Regions from separate parts of the Sus scrofa genome. Here regions 2 and 3 are each linked to region 1. Evidence: chromatin contacts called from public Hi-C data. All regions are on one chromosome and are shown on one strand. The core of a region is the stretch at or near the end of the contact, and the rest is flanking DNA. Distances in the headings are between cores, read along the strand shown.

Region 1 (3,618 bases), core at 239-2,738:
AATAGGTGCCATTAAGTTACGGCTTTGGAAAAAGCTAACCTCCAGAAATACTCTCTGGCTACAAACTCCAAAAGCATGAACTATTCTCGGTGGGCTCCCTTTTACATGTTACCAACCATGCCATAGAGTCTCCCGTGTGTTGCCTTCCACTTGTACCAGTCTGCATCTAAATTTTGATCAAGTTTTGGAGCAGCTGAGGCTATTCCCAAGCAAAGGGCGGTCAGGAAGAGTGAAGGTTTCATGTTTCAAAAACCTAGGGAAGGAAAAGAAATTAGTATTTGATGAGATCAATCCTTTAAAAAAGCTGTCCTACTTTCTCTTGAGATATTATAGAGCCACTATGTTGGAGTAAAACATTTAAATGATCTTCTCAAATATTTATGGAAGGTCTGTGGAAGAAGGCTAAGGATATCAGGGGAGAATAACCAGGTCCAAGACTTACAAAGTATAGGTATTTAATTCTGCCATCAAAAGGAAAAATTGGCTAACAAATGCTATAGGAACTGAAAGAGACTTCACTATGAGTACAACGATAATTTTTAGGTTTTGATAAGGGTTTCTGGTGTACCTTATGGGTCGGAATTTTAAGGTAAAAACTAAGAAATCATTGATCCATGTTATTTACTGAAGGTACCAAGGTGACCCAGGAATTTTATTTATTAGGATGCCTGATCCTAAGTAGGGGCCTGGTCCCCAAGAGTTTCCTCCGAACTCACGTAAGGCAGGGGTGAGATATGCCATTGAATCTGCTCTATTTTATTTGAAACCTTTTTTGGAAGGCCTTCCCAGTCTCCTCCCTTCCCAGGAGAATGCGGGCAGAGAATGTGCCCAGCGCTCCACCGTGCCTATCCTTGTCGTATGTAGCCCCCACCCCCTCCCTCGCCCCCAAACCCAGCGATCCTGTGGCAGACGGAACTCAGAGCACCCAGTATGGCCCGTCGGAACAGGGCCAGACTCACCCGGGGCTCAGAGAACCCGGCTGAGCCCGCAAGCCTGCTACAGGAGGGGCCAGGCCAGAGGCGTGCCGCCCTGCTCCCAGCCCTCCGCACACGCCCGCCACTTCCAGAAAATGTTTACTCATACAGGGAGCGACGGGCCCTACAGCCCAGCATTCGGGGGGGCGGGGGGGACAGACTGCCGCGACCAACACAGACTTGCGCCCATCTCCTCCCCGAGGCTGACCGGCCTAGGGACCCTCGGGTGGTCTCAGCTCCGCCCTGGATTTCCCCAAATCGCCCTTCCCCCTTCCCCACCCCAAGGCTGCCAAAGCTCGAGGCAGCGCCGACCCAGCCTCATCAACTTGAGGCGGGCAGACGATGGCGTTCCCGGGAGTCGCGCCTGCCCCCTCTCCGGAATCCCTGGATAGCCCCTCCTCCAGTCCCGGTTCTGTACCCGCCTCGGCCCCGAACTGGGTCGCTGACCTGCGGCTTCCACCGCTACGCAGGCGCACTCCACGGACGTACGTATCTCTCCTAAGTTGGCGGTGGCTCGAGGTTCTGGCCGGGTCGCGCCTGACTCAGCCTTTAAGACCCGGGGTTGCGGCCCGCCCGGCCCCGCCCCCACCGCCTGCCTGCGCCGCGATTGGCTGATCTGGCAAGTAGGCGGGGCCTCCGGGAGTGAGTACTCCCGGCGCGTGACGCCGCCGTGTCCCAACCTGTTCCAGGGGAGGCCTGGCTGCGTGCCTTTTGTCCTGAACCGAAGAGTAGAGCTGGGGGCCTCTGGGCAGCGCTGAGGAGTCGGTGGGGGTGTGTGTGTGTGGGGGGGGGCGGGGGGGATGTCCAGCGCCTCCCTAGGGATCCAGATCAACTAATTACCTCGAATTTGGCGCTCGTTCACGAAAAGACGCTTAAGAGGAACCCCCAAGTGGACTTTGAGCGTAACCCTGCGCTTCCTTTAGTCTTACAGTTTGGGGTGAAAATCTGCGGCGGGGCTGAGAACTGTCTAGTCTAGGGATTGCCGCTTCACAGCACAGGTGGGGCGGGGCGGAGGGGTGCTGAGCCCGCGGGATTGAGGAGAATCCAAGCGGAATTACAGTGTTTTAAAACACAAGAACGCGTTGATCGTGGCCCAAATCCCAGGAGGAGGGAAAGGGGACCTTCGCAGGGAAGTCGTGGCATTTTGCAATGCCCTGTTCCTGTCCTCCCCAGTGGGGGATTCTTCTCGCCTTTCAGTCCTTTCTCAAAACCAACAAAAACGAGTTATTTCCAGGAAAATTTGGCTTAATAAAAAGGGGAGACGAGTGTTTGAGAAAGGGCATAAACCGCATTTCTTCCCTCTGTATTTTGGATCATTAAGTCTTCCTTAGTATCCAAAGTGCTTCTCTTGAGATACAGGAAAGGTACATTTTTTTTTTTTTTAAAGTAGTTTAGTCACATTTAATGTCAGGGTTTAGATTTAACTGGCTTGAAGACATCTTTTAGATGGAGGAAAAACTAGAGCTAAAGATTTAAGGAGTTTAATCAGGAACTTTACTTTTTAAAGTTATGTAAGAAACATTCGTTATAGAAAATATGTTTTAGAAAATAAACACTCACTTCCCCTCCCCCATTAACTCTGTTCTAGGGATATTTATATAACAAAAAATAGAATCACAGTGCATGTCGATCTGTAAACTCTTAGTTAAAATTAAGTTGATAACTTTTGTAGAGGCACACATGAATAGTCTTTGTAAAAATCAACTTATTAAAATTCATATTTTATCCCCTTTGAAGTAGAATCTCTTTCCTCTCAAACACAACTAGGAGCATGAAATTCTCATGTGGTTACAAAAATACATTGTATTGCATATGGCTGGAGATTTTTTTTTTCTTCTTTTTTTTAGGATTAGTCATTGGCTGTCACACTTGGAAGTAAAGGAAGACCAACCACGTGGGAACAACTTGCTATGAGGAGGGTGAAGAAAAGCTTTATAAGGAAAAAACTGACTTTTCCATAAGCCCTGATTTGAAACTGTTATGAGGGAGCTGGAGGAGGGTTAACTAGAAATGGAACATCTTGTGTGATTGGTTTGGGGAGAATATTTGGATTTCTCTGGTTTGTCCTGCAAATGGAAGCAGAAATAAGAAGTTTGTAGCCATTCAGGAAGTCCTGTTTTGAGTTGGTTGCTGCAGAGATGCCTTTTGTAGGTCAGGGTTCTATTGTCATACAAAGTCTAGCCATTGTCCGTTTGTTTACTCAGTTTATCACAAAAAATCCAAGTTACTCTAGCACGTGGGTTTTACACTTGCCCTGGGTCACACCTCCTGAAGATTGCAGGTGGTGGAAAAACCTGTTATTTCATGAATGTCTGTAACTTGAGCAATAGTCTGACAGGAAACTGTGTGGCTGGTGCTACTTTGAAGAGCGGGAGCCCCTTCGTTTCTTAGAATGTGATACAAATGCAACGGAGGGAAAAGTAGGCTCTTTTTATAACAAATGTGCTCAGAACCTAAAATTAAATCAAATGATGTCTAAATTCAGGAGAAAGCCATTTAACTAAGGGAGTGGATTATTATCTACCTGTTAGATAATGCATTACAGAGATTTGTTATTACCAACTATTGGGTTCCTTTGCTTCTTCTACTCCCATTTCTCTGCAGAGTGAGTTAGATAAATGCTAGTTATTGAAATAGGCACAAT
Region 2 (3,324 bases), core at 198-2,697, 270 kb before region 1:
CCTTCTTGCCTCCCTCCTCGGTTCCCAAGGGCCATCCACTCAACGCCGAGGCACCTTCCACTCTACTCTCAGCTTTCTGCAAAATGGACCTTCTGTGTCCCACTGTCCATCCACTTAGAAAATAATTTCTACTAAAATTCTGTGTTTGAACACTTTCTAAATTAATGTCCTGACCGCTCCAGCTCACCTGGTTTTAGCAAAGGCTAAGGGCGGGAAACAGTTTATAAAAATCCCACACACCGAGGTTTCCACATTCCGCGCCACACGAAAACAGACTGCAAAATCCCTCAAAATTGTAGACAGCTGTGCTGTTTACAAAGCCTTACCACATACATCCTCATATTTAATGCCTTCACAGTCCTCAGTGTCAATCCTGGCAAACCCCACAGCTCCCAAACTGGATTTATTACATTTTCAGGAATTGTACAATCAGCACTAATAATAAGGCATCTATCAAACGGCTGCTTTTCTACCTGCTATTTCTCAAAAGTGACAACTCTGAGCATTCGGCACGCTGACCGATTCAAAAGCCATCAACGTGACACATTCCTTCCAGAAGCAAGGCAAGGGAATTTTCCCCAGGAGGGTCTGGGCAGTGCTCGTGCGCGCACTGGGGAGGGGGCAAGTGCCTTGAGGACCAGGGCAAGGATCAGGCTCCCCGGCCGGGCCGGGGAACGCCGCCCCAGGCGGGAGGGACTCCATTTCCCACAGAGCAGCGGAGGCTTGGCAAACGCCAAATAAACAAGGCAGCTCCCGTGCAGGCGAGTTCAGCGCGCTCGGGGAATCCTTTGGGAGTGACTCGGAGGTTCAGACTCTTGTTAAGGGCCAACCGACCTTCCAACCTGGGAGGCGTTATCAACTTGGATTTAGGAAAAGCCGGAGGCGCCGAGCTGACGCCAGCCATTTAGAAAGGTGACCCTCGGGCCATCTTGGCTGGGGTAGGAGGGTGCAAAACGGATAAAGTTACAGATCGCAGCAAACGCAGATGGAAACTCGGGGTAGGCGGGCGCTCCCAGAGAGCCCGGCTCCTGAAGGGGGTGTGGCCGGCTGGGGCTTTTATGGGGTGGGGGGTGGAGGCGTGTCAGTCGGGCCCCAGGAGGCGCCTATACCGCCTGGGTGGGTGGGCTAGGACCCCCGCGCCGGGTGCCGCGTGTCCGAGGCGGCCCACCGTGCGCTCGCTCGCTCGCTGGCTCACCGGTGATGTCCAGGTACAGGTCGTCCCGTTGGTCCAGGTTGTGCAGTTCCTGCGACGTGGAGCTGCGGCTCTTCTTCACTCCCTGCGAGGACGACGAACACCGCCGCGAGCAAGGGGGCGCGGCGGCCCAGCTCGGCCGCCGCTCGCTCTTCCGCTTCATGGAGGCGGCCGCGGCCCGTCAGGGGACCACGACCATGGCCCCGCGCGCCCGCTAGCCCGCCAAAGCCCCCGCCAGCCCCGCGCGCGGGCGCTCGGGGCGGCGGGCGCGGAGGGGCGCTGCGGCGACGGCGGAGCCCGGCGCGGGTGGCCGCGCAGGAGCCGGAGGAGGGGCCGGGCCCACCGCGCCTGCCCCGCTCCCTCCTGCGGCCGCCGCGGGACCGGCGCCGCAGCCCTTGGTATAGCGCCTCCTGCTGCTGCTGCTGCGGGCGCCCCCCAGCCCGCCCCCAGGTGCCCGCTGCCCGCTGGCGCGGCGGAGGCGACGGTGCTGCGGCCGGCGCCAGGGGCTGCCCGGGGTAACCGCGCGCGCCCACCGCAGCTGCAGACGCTGCTGCCGAGGCGCCCGAGCACAGCGGGCCGCGGCTCCCAGGGACCCCAGGAGGGCTGTTCCGTGGAGCTTCATTCACAAAAAAGGGCCCACAACCCTCCTCGGGGCCCGCAGACTGAGTCCTTTCATTGGTCAGTGAGTCGTGACGTCACGGAGACGGAGCTTTTCTACAGGCAGGTAGCCGGTGACGCCATAAAGAAAAGTCTGAGTGGTTCCGCCAATCAAAGATAAAAGTGCACTCGCGACCCTCCGCAAGCCCTCTAACTTCTGTTTCTTCTATGTTCCCAGAATGCCAAGACCCCAGTTTCAAACTTCCTTTAGTGAGTCATCAACGCTTTACACAGCCTCTACCCTAGTAACTTAACTGCGGTTCTTTGGCGTGTATATTTTTTTAAGGTATTTCTTGGTTTTCCGTCTGTATCGCTCCAAGTCAAAGGGGCTCGTGCCATGGCGGCTGGCTTGGAAAAGAGAATGGACTTAGTGAATTGTCCGCTGTTATGTAGACTTAAGGTGGAGTTGATTTCAGAATTTAGGAACTATTTAAATCAGCTACGCTCTTTTTAGTGACCTATGCCCAGGATTCAAATAGTCCAAGCAAGAGCTTCTTAAGGAGTCGATAAAACTACCATAGAAACACGATATACTACAATGGTTTGCACTTCGAAGTTCGTCATCTTGGAATCCTGTACCGGGATTGACTCAGTAGTTTCATACACCAGTTGCTATGTTTTTCTTACCTAAGGTATTGACAGGTCCAGTCGGTGAAGTATTGAAACAAGTAATCAATCTCCTTTTTTTTTTTTTTTTTCTTTTTCCTACTGAGTTAAAATAATGACAGATCTTTCTAGAATTTAACCAAGACTAACATTTTGAAGGGTCTTTGCTTCGAACAAATATCCGTGGCGGCATAGAAAAGTGTCAGAAGACCGGTGGGCAGTATCTAGATTTTAGACCCCAAAATTCTACTTCTAGCCACCTAGTCCCAATTTTCACCAGCACTTTCCACAATTACAGCCAGCCTCTAGAAGGAAGAATTTGAATCAGTCTCCTGGGAAGCCTTTCAGAAATGCAGATTTTGATGGAGTACCTCCCGGAGGGGCTATTTGACTTTTATTGTTGAAGGCCTTTACCTTAAGCACTGCTAATTGAGGAATGGAGGCTGGAGAAAAGAGGGCTCTGCCTGAGGGAGGCATTTGAACAGTCTGGAACTGGGGCTCTGACTTTTAGACCGGAAGCTAGGTCCTCATTTCATTCTTCCCTTTTTCCATAAGGAAATCAATGAAGGCCTTAAATTAAATCCAAAAAAAAAAAAAAAAAAAAGTCTTCAGGTTATCCATAAGAGCAACAAAAAAAAGCAAGAGACTTGGGAAGTGCTCTGCAAATGAGTCCAGGTCAGCAGAAACCTACCCATACCAGGTCTTCCTCTGTTCTCAACAAGAAGAGGAGGCCTTTCACACTGACCTAGAGGCTCAGGAGCCATTTTCCAGGCTACCTGGGATTTTATAAGAGTAGGTCTTGGTTTTTTGTTTTGTCATATTGAGGTATAATTGACATATAACATTATGTTAAATTTCAAGTGGCCAAC
Region 3 (3,199 bases), core at 353-2,852, 430 kb before region 1:
CCAAGCCAGGGATACTAACTAGTCAGGTTATTAACTTACCAAGCCACAACTGGAACTCCTCTAGTTGGGTTCTTAACCTGCTGAGCCACAAGAGGCACTCTTTTTGGCCAAATATTAATCTATTGCACCATATTTTGTTTATTCATTCATCAGTTGATATACTTTGTTTGTTTCTACATTTTAGCTATTGTGAGTAGTGCAACTATGAAGATCAGTTACAAGTTTTTGTTTGAACACCTGCTCCTCTTTTAGATTAAAAAAAAAAAATAGGCTTTTAATCATAAACCTCCACTGACTCCAAGAAGGAGAAGACCAGCTACCTTAAAATCTTCAGTCATTCAACAAATATTTCCTGAGAACCTACTGTACAGCTACCTAGAATGCTAAGCACTGGGGATATAAGTTGCAATGAATACGACAGACATCATCCCTGTCCTACTCCTTGTGAATGACAGAAAATTGAATAAGTGAGTAAAACACAGACCTGGCAGCAGTTTTAGGATTAAGAGTTCTTTTTCCATTTGCTATTAAAGGACAGCAAAAGCTGGTAATGACCCACCTAAGCAAGATGCTGTAGCAGAATGCTTTTGGATACAAGAAACAAGTATAACGAAGACTAGTTTAAACAATAATGGCATTTGCTGTCTTACAGAATAAGTCTGAGGCAGGTAGATTCCGGACCGTGGTTAAGTCAGCAGCAGCACATCATCAAGGAACAAGGTTTTCTCCATCATTCTGCTCTGCCACCCTCACTGTCACAATAAGGGCCAGCAACTCCAAGCATCATGTCCCCCTCACATAACATGGACCAAAAAACAGAAGTGGAAAGATGACAGATCCCTTCCCAACCCTTTTTAGGTACCAGAAAAATGTTCCTCCAAGAAATCCTCCGGAAGACTCACCCACGGTTTGTTCTGCCAGATTTGCACCACATGCCTATACCTCACCAGTCAGGCCCTCCCCTAACTCTGCAAACTGGTTCACTGAGTTTGAATGGGTTGTGCTTCACCCCAGCTCAAGATTCCAGGACTTGCCTTTGCTCCTGGCCCTTGTCATCCTTCAGATCTCAGCTTAACCATCATTTCCCAGGGAAAGTCTTTTCAGGCTTCTTAATTAGGTCAGGTCCCTTTGCTATAGGATCATAGAGAAGTATGGGCCTTTCTTTTAGAGCACTTTTCTGCCTATAGACTGTAAGATCCACGAAAACAAGGAGCTAATATCTCCTACAACATAATGTCTGGCACATATAGTGTCCACTGTGTAGTTGTTGAATGGCTCAACCAATATATAAACTTCAAAGAAGAGTGGCCGATGATGAATTCAGGGAGAACGCAAATAATGGCTAGGATCCACCCTCATAGCCCAGCTGCCTAGCTCCGCCCCTTGGGCCCCACCCCTCCCTGCCGAGTCGTGGGGCGGGGCATAGAGGTCGCATGACGTGACAGCAGCCAGTCGCTGATTGGGTTTCCAGTCGTGCCGGCTAGGAAAGGGGGCGTGTCCGCGTGCGCTGATTGGCTGTCTGGTAGCGGCTGGGCGGGCGGCGGCGGCGGCGCGGGGGCGGGCGCTGGGAGGGACGGGACTGGGCAGGGCAGGGAGGGCAGTAGCTGCGGGTAGGATGGGTCCTCGCCGCCGGCTTCGTTGAGACTTGCTCGCGTGGGCTGCCCTCGGCGGGCCCGCAGTGGCCGCGGCGGCATGAAGGGCGCTCTGGGGAGTCCTGTGGCCGCGGCCGCCGCAGGCGCCGTGATGCAGGAGAGTTTCGGCTGCGTAGTGGCCAACCGCTTCCACCAGCTGCTGGACGACGAGTCAGACCCGTTCGACATCCTGCGCGAGGCCGAGCGCCGGCGCCAGCAGCAGCTGCAGCGCAAGAGGCGCGACGAGGCGGCGGCGGCGGTGGCAGCGGGGACCGGCAACCGCGGTGGCAGGAGCCCGGCTGGGGCTTCGGGCCACAGACCCGGCGCGGGCGGCGGCCGGAGGGAGTCCCAGAAGGAGCGCAAGAGCCTCCCGGCCCCCGGCGCACAGCAGCCGGACAGCCCCGGGGGCGGCCCGCAGCCGCCTGGTACGTGCGCCCCGCCCGGCACCTGGGCGGCCCGTGGTGGGCGCGGTGGGCAGGAGGGAAAGGAGAATGGGGTCAAGGAGGTCACCCTTCCTCAGCTCCCTCACGATCCCCCGCTGCGAGACTGGGGTCCCTGGAACCTGTTCAGAAAGAGCAAGGGGCTCTGGAAAGAGTTGGCTGGAGTTGAGGGTCCTTGTGGCCCAGGAAGGTGGGGGAAAGGACGGGAATCGGGGGTGTCACGCCACTTCTGGCCTTTTTTAGTCCCTTCTGGGGGCAAGGGAGAGTGCAAGCTTGGAATAGGGGGTTTCAAAACCCTGCGGCTGAGCCTTTACAAGTTGGCCAAAGTTGAGGACTATTTCTGGGGTTGAGGTGTAGGGGCGAACACTGGGGTCGCTGCCCTGGGGCTCTCAAATATAGAACTAGCCGGGACCTTCTCCATCCTCCAGCCTAACCTCTGCAAGATTCTCATCGGGAGGTAGAAAGAAAAGGGTGGTGGGAAGGGGAGAGGAGCGCCCCTCTTAAGGAGGATGGAGAAGGGCGCAACCCGGCCCTTTGGGAGTGGCTGCGAGAGCCCGGGACGTGTGAAGGATCTCCGGGGTGAGGGGCTGGATCCTCTGTGATGGAGGGAAGGCCCGAGTGACCGCGGGGGCGGGCTGTGACGTCAGGGCCGCCAGCGGAATGCGGCGGGGGTGGCCGCGGGGTCCCCGGCGCCTTCCAAGTTCTGTGCCTTCACCCATCCTTCTTAGGATAGCTTCCAGCAGTCGTCCGGTACGTTTTCAAGGCAGCAAGCAGTGTTGATGGGTTGTGTAACTTGTGATTAACTCTGACTGCCTTAAGAAGAGCGTTTTTAATTTTTTCAACACGAATATTCAAAGTTCCCCACAACCTGCTTAGCCAGAACGGCCAGTGCAATGGTATACTACTGTCTGCATTCAGGGATGGTGGGTGCCCAAGTGTCCTTTCTCACCTGAACTGCATCAGTGGCAAAGTCTCCAGGACTCCCCCTGTTTCTTCTAGGACTCGAAGGCATTTGGTGCTAAGGTTTCCCAAAAAAAGAGTGTTAAGACCATCCGAGCCAGTGTTTGGCAGTGTATTCCACTGGGCTTTACTGGCTTGTTCCTTGCTTGATAAAAAGTGTGCAGCCCA

Evidence for each region. A called contact is a pair of places that touch in the nucleus more often than the background predicts.
Region 2: a contact with region 1 is called in a Hi-C map of skeletal muscle, with 4 times the contacts expected there. The contact joins the promoter of CDC14B here to the promoter of CTSV in region 1. A contact is called at or near these places in 1 of 5 promoter capture datasets (fetal liver) and 2 of 47 Hi-C or Micro-C datasets (heart right ventricle and skeletal muscle).
Region 3: a Hi-C map of liver shows a contact between it and region 1, with 3 times the contacts expected there. The contact joins the promoter of HABP4 here to the promoter of CTSV in region 1. A contact is called at or near these places in 3 of 47 Hi-C or Micro-C datasets (heart right ventricle, liver and mesenteric adipose tissue).

The regions. Positions count from the first base shown.
Region 1 is chr10:25,200,267-25,203,884 of Sscrofa11.1, reverse strand. It overlaps CTSV (cathepsin V), which reads right to left and starts at 1,488. Exons shown (of 8, transcript NM_213892.1): 1 at 1,422-1,488; 2 at 117-253. The coding sequence starts at 242.
Region 2 is chr10:25,470,099-25,473,422 of Sscrofa11.1, reverse strand. CDC14B (dual specificity protein phosphatase CDC14B) reads right to left here and starts at 1,447. Exons shown (of 15, transcript XM_021064578.1): 1 at 1,196-1,447. The coding sequence starts at 1,355.
Region 3 is chr10:25,634,403-25,637,601 of Sscrofa11.1, reverse strand. It overlaps HABP4 (hyaluronan binding protein 4), which reads left to right and starts at 1,602. Exons shown (of 8, transcript NM_001244681.1): 1 at 1,602-2,056. The coding sequence starts at 1,693.